Linked DNA regions of Callithrix jacchus: region 1 is linked to region 2. Evidence: chromatin contacts called from public Hi-C data. All regions are on one chromosome and are shown on one strand. Each heading gives the region's core, a stretch centred on a gene start, on an enhancer-like site or on the middle of the called end of the contact. The rest is flanking DNA. Distances are from core to core; before and after follow the strand shown.

Region 1 (6,109 bases), core at 1,622-4,121, 570 kb after region 2:
AGGTCTTTGTCACTCCAAGTGACAGGGCTTCCCATCTCCTGCATCTTATTGTCTAATCCAGTTATTTCCGGTTTTGGAACATAAACAAAAACTCCCCTGGTTTGCCCTGTTAGGTTCCCCAAAGCTTATGCTTCCCTATTCCTTCCTCCAGTTACAGCAAGGGCAATCAGACCAAGATTTCAGCTCATGTTTATCACACACCATCTTAACAAAATCTACTAATGCTTTACAAGCCCTCACAAGCAATTCCTGTAGGCTCCACCACTTTGAGAAGCAGCAAAGCCTTTGGATTATCCCTGCTAGTGGTGCGCCGGTAAAGTCAGCTCTCTGAAAAGTGCATAGGTACACAGACGATGATGAAGCGTTTGCTGCTTTCCAATTTTGGTGGCGTAAATGCTCACCCCGTCACAGATTTCAAGCTACCAGTGAAATGTCACAATCTTTTACAACCAGCTTGTAAAGTTCCTGAGTATTTAACATTGGCTTTTGAGGTCCTATGAGAGCTGGCTTCTGCACACCACTGGCAGGGCCGTCCTCCCATTCTCCAGGTCAACCCCAACCAACACCCATCATCCTCTCTTAGCATTGCCCTTGACTAACATAATTTTGTCATGACTGAGCATTCACCGTGGTTCACACTGTCCTAGAGACACATTGCCTATCTAATCTCATTTAATCGTCACATAATCAACCATCTTTATCTCCATTTCACATATCACGGTCACTACTGGAGGCTTATCCCCTTTCACCAGACCTGCACTAGACATCAAACATAACCCGCTGCACTGCTGGGCAGAGCAGTGCATCCCTCTTACAAGTATATTTTTAGCATAGTAAAGTTCTTTCAAGCATAAATATATTTTTCTTTTGCAAAAATAATGAACAACTTTGCAAAGAAAATTGGAAACCAATCATTAATTCTTATATGTGTTAAGATTATTTGATTCATGGTATAGTGTTTATGAAATATTACATTTTAAAAGAGGAGTATACTATAGTGACCTGTAATGTGATACCAATTCTGTCAAACAGTAAATGTATTAATGAAACACTGAAAATAAAGGAAAAATGAGTAGTTATCTCTTTTTCATATGTTTAATTGATATATCATGGTTATATGGGGGTACATGTGGTATTTTGATACATGTATACAACTGCAACATGTAATCTCAAGTCAGGGTAATCGGGATGTCTATGACCTCAAATATTTATCTTCTTGTGTCATGAACATTAGAATTCTTCCCTTGTAATTGTTTTGAGATATGCAATACATTATTGTTAATTACAATTTTTAATTAAATATTTTTTAATTTTAATTTTATTTTTTAAAGACAGGATCTTGCTGGTTATCTAAGCTGAGGTCCAGTGGTACAGTCATAGTTCACTGCAGCCTCGAACTCTTGGGCTCAAGCAGTCCTCCCACCTCAGCCTCCAGAGTTGTCTAAAATTCTGAACAGTAGTTATCTGTGAATTGTTTGAACACAGTTATTATTTGAACACAGTTATTATAACACAGTAGTTATCTATGAATTATTTGAACAGTTATTATAACACAGTAGTTATCTGTGAATTATTTGAACACAAATTATTTGAACGCAGTTAGCCGTGAACAGTGAGAAGCAAAGGTTTTCTCAGTTCGTCTTTTACAGTTTCTGTATTTTCCACAATTGATACATCACATACTACAATTATAATCAGAAAACATGATACATATTATTTTTACTTAGAAAATATAAATGTAAAAATAGAAACAAAATCTATGACCTCACATTCAGCCTCAACATCTATTCCATTTCGATGTCATGCAGTGTTTTCTGACGGAGGTTTAATTTCAAAGAAACAGCATCGATAACGTGGGCTCCACAGTCTTCCCACATCCCTCTGAGCGCCCGGGGAGGGGCTGGGGGCGGCCCCCGCACCTTAACCCACAAGGACCTCTCCCAGGGACATTTTTACATTCGCTCTAACCTTCCCCAAAGCCTTGCAAGATGGGAATCATATTATCATTGTTCCCATTTCAGAGATGACGAAACTAAGAAACTCGTCCTCTGTGAGTTTCTGTGCTCAAGTCCCCGCACAAAGTATCTTTGTGTGGGAGGCCTAATGGTGACGGGCATGGACTTCTGTCCGACGGAATTCGCGAAGTTCCAGGCCAGCCACACGACCGCTCTGCGGGAACGTCTCCACGGGCCAGGGGTGGCCCTGAGCTTCCATTTCTAGTAAAATAACGACTGCAAGATCGTTTTCCTTAAAGGGTGGCTGCGAGCATTCAATGACACCGTGAAGAAAAGCCCTTAGCTCAGCGCTGGGTAACGGCAGGTTACTTCGGAGGCACCGCGGAGACCTGCAGAGACACCCGGCGACAAAGGCGCCTCCTCCGCACTCTGCGCAGAGCTTCCCCCGCCGCGGAGCCCTCTTCGGGAGCGGCTGCTTCGCCCGGGCCAGCATCTCTGCCTTCGGTTGACGCGCAGCGCCCCCAGCCGTCCGCAGGCGGGATCGACGCTTCGGTCTCCCCGAGGTGAGGGCGCTGGTGCTGCGGAGCTGGGGGGCGGCCTCCTCTTCCCCCTATCGTCGCCCAGCAACCTAGGGGTCTGCGTGGCTTCTGCCTGGCCGGGGGCTGGGGGATACGCTCACCTCTGTCCCTTCAGGGCCCCTTCCTCGCCCCAGGTTGATTCTCCTCCGTCTGACCAGCCATCGCGAGCAGCTGAGTCTCCCTTCCTCTGGGGGTTGCCCTGCCCGGCTGTCAGGACCTGATTTTCCCTGGTAAGCCTTCGACCGGCAGGTGGCCTCTCCCGGGCCTCGGAAAACCGCAGGGCGCAAGCTGGGCACACGGCCCTCCCGCTGGCGAGCAGGCAGCGCCCGCGTTCTTTGGGATTTGGAGCAGCCCTGCCAATTAGCTTGTACTCTGCCCACGTGCCCAGGACTAAAAAGGAAGCAGGCCAGGCCCGAGCAAAATTAGACAATGGGCTCCCAGAACACCAAGGGCGAGGGCGGCCCGAGCACCTGCTGTTCGCGCCCCTCAGGGCTGAAAGTGGGCACGGAGTTGGCGAGGGAGGCCTGGCAGGGAGGGAGGGGGTCGAGCTGTGCGCTTGCTGCAGGAAATTCTTCCTCCACATTCCAGATGGGACTCCACGCGGGCAGCACAGAGGAGGGGATGGGGAAGTACCAAGCCCTGCGCCTGGATTCCCTCGGCGCCGCAGGGTGCGGTGCTTACCGCTGGAGTCAGGCACACTTCCCTTCTGCCTGGAGGAACGCCTTCAGGACAGGACAGGGTGCTGGCTTCTCCAGAGGCCCAGCTGGCCTCTGCGAGCCCGTGTGTGAAAGGCAGTCTGGTGCAGGGGTGAGGATGAAGATTTCTGAAGAGAGTCACCTGCGGGTTCTTGCCCCACGTTCCTTATAGATCCATTCTGCAACCTCGGTTACTTGAGAAAAGTTAAGGTTTCTTTCTCTAAAAAGCAGAGCGAATAAAAATTCCTAACTTGTACCCTATAAGAAGAGGAAATGAAATGTTGAATCCATATAGTATCTGCTTATAGAGTTACTGAGTTCTATTTTGGGATGAAGAAAAATGTAAACCTTACAATGGTAACATTTTTATCTTTGAGGTTAACTAAAGCACCAGAAGGTATGAAGGCAAAGAGAGGAAACAGGGCAATGGAATGAAGGATCTCAACCATCTCTCAGGTGCCACGTTCTGGGCCAGGTGCCTTCCATGTGTTACCTCATTTCACAGGGCAGGTAACATTTCTGAACGATGAGGCAGCTGAAAAGCAGACAGTTTCCTGGCACATTAGAGAAACAAAAGAAATGTAAGAGACTGGAATGCCTGCTGTGTCAAGACACCTAATTAGAAAACAACGTCAGAGCAAATTAGTCGTGCAAGTCTCCAGCTCTGCCAGAAGAACTAAAATAAATGCGTCGCCAGAGGAATCACGAAGCAAAGTCTATTATTGTTCTGGGGATTCTGTGCAGGAGTCCGAAGTCCGACAGCGGATGGGACACGTGTTATGTGTTAGTATCATACTGAATGGCAGTGCTTCCAGATCACCAGCAGAACCCGATCGCAGTCGGAGATCTTGATCTCAACTGAACTGGTCAATTTATAATGAGGAAACATTAAGGTAACTCAAACCGCCAAAATAAAACAGGTTGATAGTGACTGAGCGACAACAGAGTGCTACATTTATATAGAGAGTCTTTCAAGTTGCTGAGACATTTCACAAAGGAGAATTATAAATTACAATCAACTTCCATTTGGGGACTTGGAAATCCACTATTACAAAGACAGTGTTAGTATCATTCATTCATTCCATGTGTCACTTTCCATTCAGTCACATGGGTTGAGTGCATATCATGATGGATAGAAGTGGGGCGACATGTAATGCCAAATGTGAAATGGTACATTCCCTAGAGGGACAATTCCCAAAGAGAATAATCCACTGGCAAAGACTGGAGTTATATAAATCATTGTAACCCAGGTTTGGGCTAGGATGGGGTGTTAGTGCTAAGATTGACATTTGTTGTGCAGGTGATAACAGCACCACAAGGGATTTTGAGCCTAGGAGTGTGTATTCCAGGAGTGAGTGCTGTGGAGATGCAGTACAGGCAAGGCGGCCAGCTTGGAGGGGGTGTCATCGTTCTTCATGGAGCCAACCTCCCTGCTCGTACTGCCTTATCACCCACCTCTTCCTCCTCCAGCCGTGGCGTCCAGGATTTCCATCCAGCTCTTGGCTGAAACTGTTCTTTCTATGTCATCAGTGAACTCCTACTGCCTAACGCCCAAAGAATGCTTTCTCAGCTGGACCTTAGAGACCTTTCTATTCCACTTGCACAGTTAGACACTAACTGCTGGAAACTCTTCTCTAAAACACGAGCTCTTGCTGATTTCCCTGCTACCTCTCTGGCTACTGCTGCTCTGAGTTGGGGCTTTCATCAGCCTTCCCATCAATAAATACTGATGTTTTTGAGATTCATCTGTAACTCACTTCCAATCTGAAACACTCCCTGGGAAATGTCTTATTTGCAAATTTTATAGCTAAACTCTCTCCTCCATAGAAAATCTATTAATAAACAGTAGCTGCAACTGGGGATCTCTCTGGGAAAAATTTTATCACTACAGTCGGTGTCAGCATTATATTATAATTAATCTGTTTTTTGGAAGATAAAGATGTAAGGTCATATAAAAAATGCCTCCTTCCCTTTAACCCTTGTTATAGCTGTGCTAGGCCTATTTGTGCCCATAGATGGGACTGAGTGGTTGAGATGAGATCTCGTAAAAGAGAATATCTAACCTTCTGGCTGATTTTATACTGAATGAATATTTTTAAAGCACCATTTCAGATCCCATTCATCTTCTCTCTAGCCTCTATCAGTGAATTGTTGATTGAAATTGGGAAAGAGGCTGTATGGGGTCCAGAAGTTTACTTTATTGTTGTTTCCCCAGGACCTCGAAAAGTGCCTGGGGTATAGCTCACGAATATATGTGGAATGAATGAGTAGTTCTCTGACTCATGTTTGGTCAATGTAGGTTGTACCTACATGTTCCTGGCAGAGGAAATAATAGTAACAAAGACTTTGGCGAAACTCCAGAGGCCATGGATTAATAGGTTTTGGAAGAGGTCACTTTAGGTTTTATCAGCTTCAAATCTTATATAAACTTCTTACTGGATCCAAAAGACTCATTCTTTATGGGAGGCCCGTGGTTTGGCCATTGCAACCATGAATGAAGTAAGGTTTTGGGATATACGCAGCCAGGCCTGAACTGGTTGACTATGAACTCGAAAGTTCATATTCAGACTAACATCTTGCGTCTCAGCACTTGTCGACCTAAATAACAAACAGAAGGGGGGGCCTCTAAAATAAAATGATATTTATTCAGTAGTAAGGCATTGGGAATATGCGTCTCATAGTAAACTATGCGCATACCCAGAGAGGTCAAGAAAGACAAAATTATTTAAAGGGAAAATGAGCTGAATTAATAATTGTTTCAAAATAATTATCCTTGCTACAAAGATCAGTAGAAAAGATGATGCCAGCACAAGGCTGGACAAGCAATTGGGTAGATGTCTTTACGCAAGTATTGTGTGTGTGTGTGTGTGTGTGTGTGTGT
Region 2 (5,208 bases), core at 786-3,285:
TGGCCTTTTCTCTGTGGGGCATGGCGAGACTGAAAAAGAGAGAGAGTCAGCACATGAGAGTACATGCTCTCTGGCAGCATCTTTTTATTTTCCTATAAGGACACCAGCACCATCAGATTAGGGTCCCATCCTTATGATATCATTTAACTTTAATTGCCTCCCTAAAGGCATTATTCCAATTCCAGTCACATTGTGGGATAGGGTTTCAATATATGAATTTGAGGGGTACATAATGTAGTCCATATAAACTGGGCTCCTTCTCTGTGCTCAGATACTGTGGTACATGCTAGGGATACAAAGCTTGGTGAGACATGACCTCTGCCCTCAAGGAACTCAGACAGCCAAAATTCTAAAAGCCTGTTTTCATTGTGAACTGAGAAATAGTTGTCTTGTGACATATAAAGTTTATGTAGTTTACTTAAGGGTGAATGGGTTCAACAACTTATGATAAATAGTTTTCAAATGATCATCATATGTGTATTATTTGTCCCAAAGGGCTTAGCATTGGATCAGATACAAAGAAAAAGTGCACAGTGAACCTCTAAGGAGCTTACTGTCTCCCTTGAAAGGAGAAAATCTAGATACAAAATAATTTGAGAGCATTATAAGGACAATATTATACATAAATGCAAAATTATAATCATATTGTACTTTATTCACCACTAAGTGCTTCAGAACCGTATATCTTGATGCTCACAACAGAGCTGATGTTACATGTTATTAACTTTTTATCCTCATAAGAGAGAAATAGGACACAGTGGTTAAGTAATAGCTGCATGTAGTAGCAAGTGAGTGGAGTGGATAATACAGATTAGATCCAGGTCTCCTGATACCTGGCACACTGTTGTTTTCACTATTGTTTATGCTGCCTCTTTCTTGTATGATGCAAAGAAATATATTAGTGTGTGCCAGAGTCTTTGAGAGGCAAGAAATTATTCAGTCCTGGAGGGAGTTAGGAAGTGATTTGGGGATCAGTTATATTATCCTCTATTACTTGAACAAATGTATCAAAATGTCAAGCTGTTTGTGAATCATTCTGAAGAACATATTCATAAGCAATATATTTACAGAGTTTTATTCCAGAAGATAAACACATTCATGTTCCTGCTTTTATGTTGGCAAACCTAAGACAATGTTTAATAGTAAATGAAGAACTCAGAAAGTTTCTCTGCTTGCTGACGCTAAATTTTGTGCTGGCACAAAGAGAAACTACGGAAATTTATAAATGATCATTTCACCTCAATTAGGAAGGATCTTGTACCCCAAATATTCCTCAGATCTGTCTGCAAGGCCTTGAAATTCTACCATAATTCTACTTCTTAATCATGACTTAATAATGCGATTTAATTTGACAAACGTTTTGGTAGCACCTTCATGAATAAATAAGACATCACGTTAAGATCTGGGGGAAAGACAATTCCAAATATTTTATTATTAGATTCAATATGTCAAATTAGTTTAACTGTTACAATAATTTCTAAATGTTTATTCTCAATTTCTATACTTACATCATTACAGTGCAGCAGTAGTTTATGGATTGATACCTGTGTATGAACCACACTTTGAGTGTCATGTGTTAAAAGCCATTGATGAGAAGAGAGAGCCTGAACCACAATAATAGCCTGGGCACGTTAGTCAGGATGGGTAAGATTATTATGCAGTAACAACCAGCAAGTTCATTTAACAAATGTTTATTGCTTGCTCATTTTATCTGCCCACTGACTGAAAGGGCCCATTACATGCCCTTTACTCTGGAAATCAGGGTGACAGGGCCTCCATCATCTGAAATGCTGTCAGTTCCAGCTGCAGGAAGCAGAGTGCTGCAGTGTTGCTTTCTGCAGTTAGGAAACAGCCCATGTTACTCCTGCCCACGTTTCACTTGCCAAAGGAAGCCACGTGACTGGCCTCAATCAACCTCAAGAACGAGGGGAAGTGCAGTTCTGCCACATCCCTGGATTGAGGAAAAGGAATATTCAGAGAGCAGCACTTCCAGTAATAGAAAGGAGAGAGCCAGTAGGTAGATTTAACAACTGGATAGCTGTATGAACAGAGGAGGAGTCGGCGTTAAGCCTCAAACTATTGAGTCCTGTCACTTTAATGGGAGTGAGTTTCATGTTGTAATGGGAAGACAGTGAAATGACATTGCAAGAAGGAAAGGGCACTAAGCACCCCCTGGGGGAAATGGGCCATCTAGAGGACTTTTTGCCATTTCATGGCTCAGGTTCTAGAGGTCAGAAGGGAGATCTTATATGGATCAGGAACTTAGGTTCACTGGAAATTTTATTCTTTCTGTTCTTCATATGCACCACACATTGTTACACAGACTATGTTGTCTGGGCCTTTTCTTTACTTCCTAAGAATGGAAAAAGAAAGCAGTTGTGCCTAAAGAATAGAAAATTAGTGGAAATCTATAAGAATATTTCTGAAGGAAGCTGGTTAAATATGGATGCATGGGTGGAGCTGGGTTTATGAGGAGCCTGGTTGCAGCTCTTCTGGGATGGATAGTTGTCTATGTGGGATTGTGAACATAGAGTGTTTGTATAGATCTAGGGCACTTTCAGGGTGCATTAGTATATGATGGGGAGAGAGTTGGGGGACAGACATCAGTCCTTAGGATTTCTCACCAGTCACACTGGTAGTGGCTGAATTGGGCATCATCCTGCAATGCCTGAGGTCCATCTGGGGTTCTCGTGACTATTTCTCTTGAGCACTTGGAAAATTTTGATCTAGTTCTGAACTTCATGGATATGCTGGGGAACTTTCAGGCTGTTTTGGGTCCTCTCCATCTAGATACACTTTCCCAGACATACATTATTCTCTGCTGTCTTCATAATATGCTGGAGAAAGATCCTAAGAACCTGGGATATGTGGGGTTTGTGGAGACTTCCCTGAGCCTGGAGGCAGCAGTGGGCGGTATAGGGTAGGAGTGGATGCCAGCCAGATTCCCTTTCATTTCCTCTACTTCCTTTGGACTGTCTATTTTCTCTCCTCTGCACCAGCAACATTTGGGTCAGGGCGGAGGGCATGGACCACAGGTGTCTGCTTCATGACCCATTCAAGATTCTAATTCTTTTGCTTTTGCTACTTTTTACCACCAACAGGTTTTTCCCCTTAGGTTTATTTTGTCATAGAGGTAGGAAAAACTAATGCTGACCATTTCCAGATCAACTTTCCTTCTAAACATACTGTTTTTGCCAAGATTTTAGATTTTGGAATTCAAAAGTCAGTCATTTGCTTTTTGTGTTCTGTAGCATAATCCTGTTCCTGGGGCAGTGTGCCAAGAAAGCCTGTATGGGAAAAAGTTCACAGGTAACAAGAATTACTGAGAAGGGAAAACGTATCAGTTAATATATCAAGATATTATCTGGCTACATTTACAAACAGAAGGTGTTCATTGTCATTAAAATTCATATTGACACTCACAGACTTATTTAACTTTCTGAGGGTACATTTTATCTTACCTATCATCTTACATTCCACCTAATGATAACACAGTACTTGACACAGAGTAGAAGCTCAATAAAAATCTCATTTGATTGCATTCAAATGTTCATAAATGGACTACTGCCCACCCCATCCTATTCCTGCCATTCCAATGGGAGGGCAAGGACCAGCTGCTTTTCTGCCCTTTCCACTTTGTACAGAAAGCAGAGCTGCATGTTTCTCAGGCCATGAGACAAATCACATCCCACATGATTTGCTTTTTGAAATGAGATCTCTTATATTTTGATCACTTGCCTTAGAGTTTTAGGAAATCAAAATAAGGATTTCTAAACAAAATATATCTGCCTGATAAGGTTACTTACTTTTTTTTTTGGAGACAGAGTTTCACTCTTGTTTCCCATGCTGTAGTGCAAGGGCGCTATCTCAGCTCACTGCAACCTCCACCTCCCAAATTCAAGCAATTCTCCTGCCTCAGCCTCCTGAGTAGCTGGGATTTTAGGCACACATCACCATGCCTGGCTATTTTTTTTTTTTTTGTATTTTTAGTAGAAATGGGGTTTTATCATGTTAGGCTGGTCTTGAACTCCTGACCTCAGGTGATCTGCCTGCCTTGGCCTCCCAAAGTACTGGGACTACAGGCATGAGCCACTGTGCCTGGCCAGATTACTTACTATTTGATTATACACTCTTTTCTATTTCAAACCTATGCATTTATTTATTCAACATTTTGGGGGGGAATGAAAACATGTGAACGCTGCTAAATTTGGAAACTCTACTTAGAAATGGTAATGCCTCTCACATAATGATACAATTATTGTGGATTGTACTTCTGTTAATGACCACAGATGGGAATGCTGTGGTTTTGAATATTAGGTGAAAAATTGGTCATCTCGTCTCCCATCCCAAAGAAAATCATTAGAAAACTTGGCACCTATAAATATAATCAAGAATGTTACTTTTTTTGTAAATCCTTTAGCTATAAATGAATAGAAGTCATCCACTTTGGACCTTAATGTTCCACTTCCACAAAATGAAAGGAGTTGATGCAGGTACTCTCTGTGATCCTCGCTAGCTCTATATTTCGGTGATACTGTAACTGAACGATCTTGCCACATAGATCTTTTCTTCTCACCATCACTCTCATCACCCTCTTCCACCTCTACCCCCGTTAAAAACAGCAACATATTCCTCCCATCATGGGCCTTGTTCATTCACCATTAGAATTGTGCTCCTTTCAAGTTTTGAGGCTGAAGATACTTGTAAGGCAGACTTTTGACTTCAGAAAGCCAACAGCGACATGGGCCAGTTGTGTAATCTCAGTTTCTCATCAGCAAAATGAAGGACAAAATGTATCCTTCCAGGGTTGTGTTTTCCTCACACAAGGAAATGGTTATGTGAGGATAAATGAAGCCCAGCACACAATAAGCTATCAATGATCCTTCCCTTTGCAGCCTCCAAGCACTTCCCATTGATGTGCAGGTTGCCACCTTAGGAGGGAATACATGATAACTAGCTGACATCCAGTCCTCCAAAGAATGGGACCTAGATGTTTAGCAGGGTGTGAAGAAGGTCATCTTAGTCCATTTTATTGTTTGATATTATGTTATACTCTCAGATATTCTGTTATACTATCATTATAGTTTCTGTTATACTATAATAGAATATCAGAGACTGGGTAGTTTATAATGAACAGAAATTTATTACCTCACATTTCTTGAGGCTGGGAAGCCCAAGATTGAGGGGCCAGCATCTGGCAAGGGCTTG

What was found. A called contact is a pair of places that touch in the nucleus more often than the background predicts.
Region 1: a Hi-C map of skeletal muscle shows a contact between it and region 2, with 11 times the contacts expected there. The contact joins two enhancer-like sites. A contact is called at or near these places in 3 of 3 Hi-C or Micro-C datasets (induced pluripotent stem cells and skeletal muscle).

What each region holds. Positions count from the first base shown.
Region 1 is chr18:42,826,195-42,832,303 of calJac240_pri, forward strand. No RefSeq gene overlaps it. Among named protein-coding and RNA genes, the nearest start is that of EDEM3, 85 kb to the right of the region's middle. Within about 2 kb of position 2,872, at least 11 of the 16 cell types and tissues checked have an H3K27ac peak or open chromatin away from gene starts, as enhancers often do. A contact at or near this core is called in skeletal muscle, where this site is marked.
Region 2 is chr18:42,253,341-42,258,548 of calJac240_pri, forward strand. No RefSeq gene overlaps it. Among named protein-coding and RNA genes, the nearest start is that of TSEN15, 31 kb to the left of the region's middle. Within about 2 kb of position 2,036, at least 1 of the 16 cell types and tissues checked has an H3K27ac peak or open chromatin away from gene starts, as enhancers often do. A contact at or near this core is called in skeletal muscle, where this site is marked.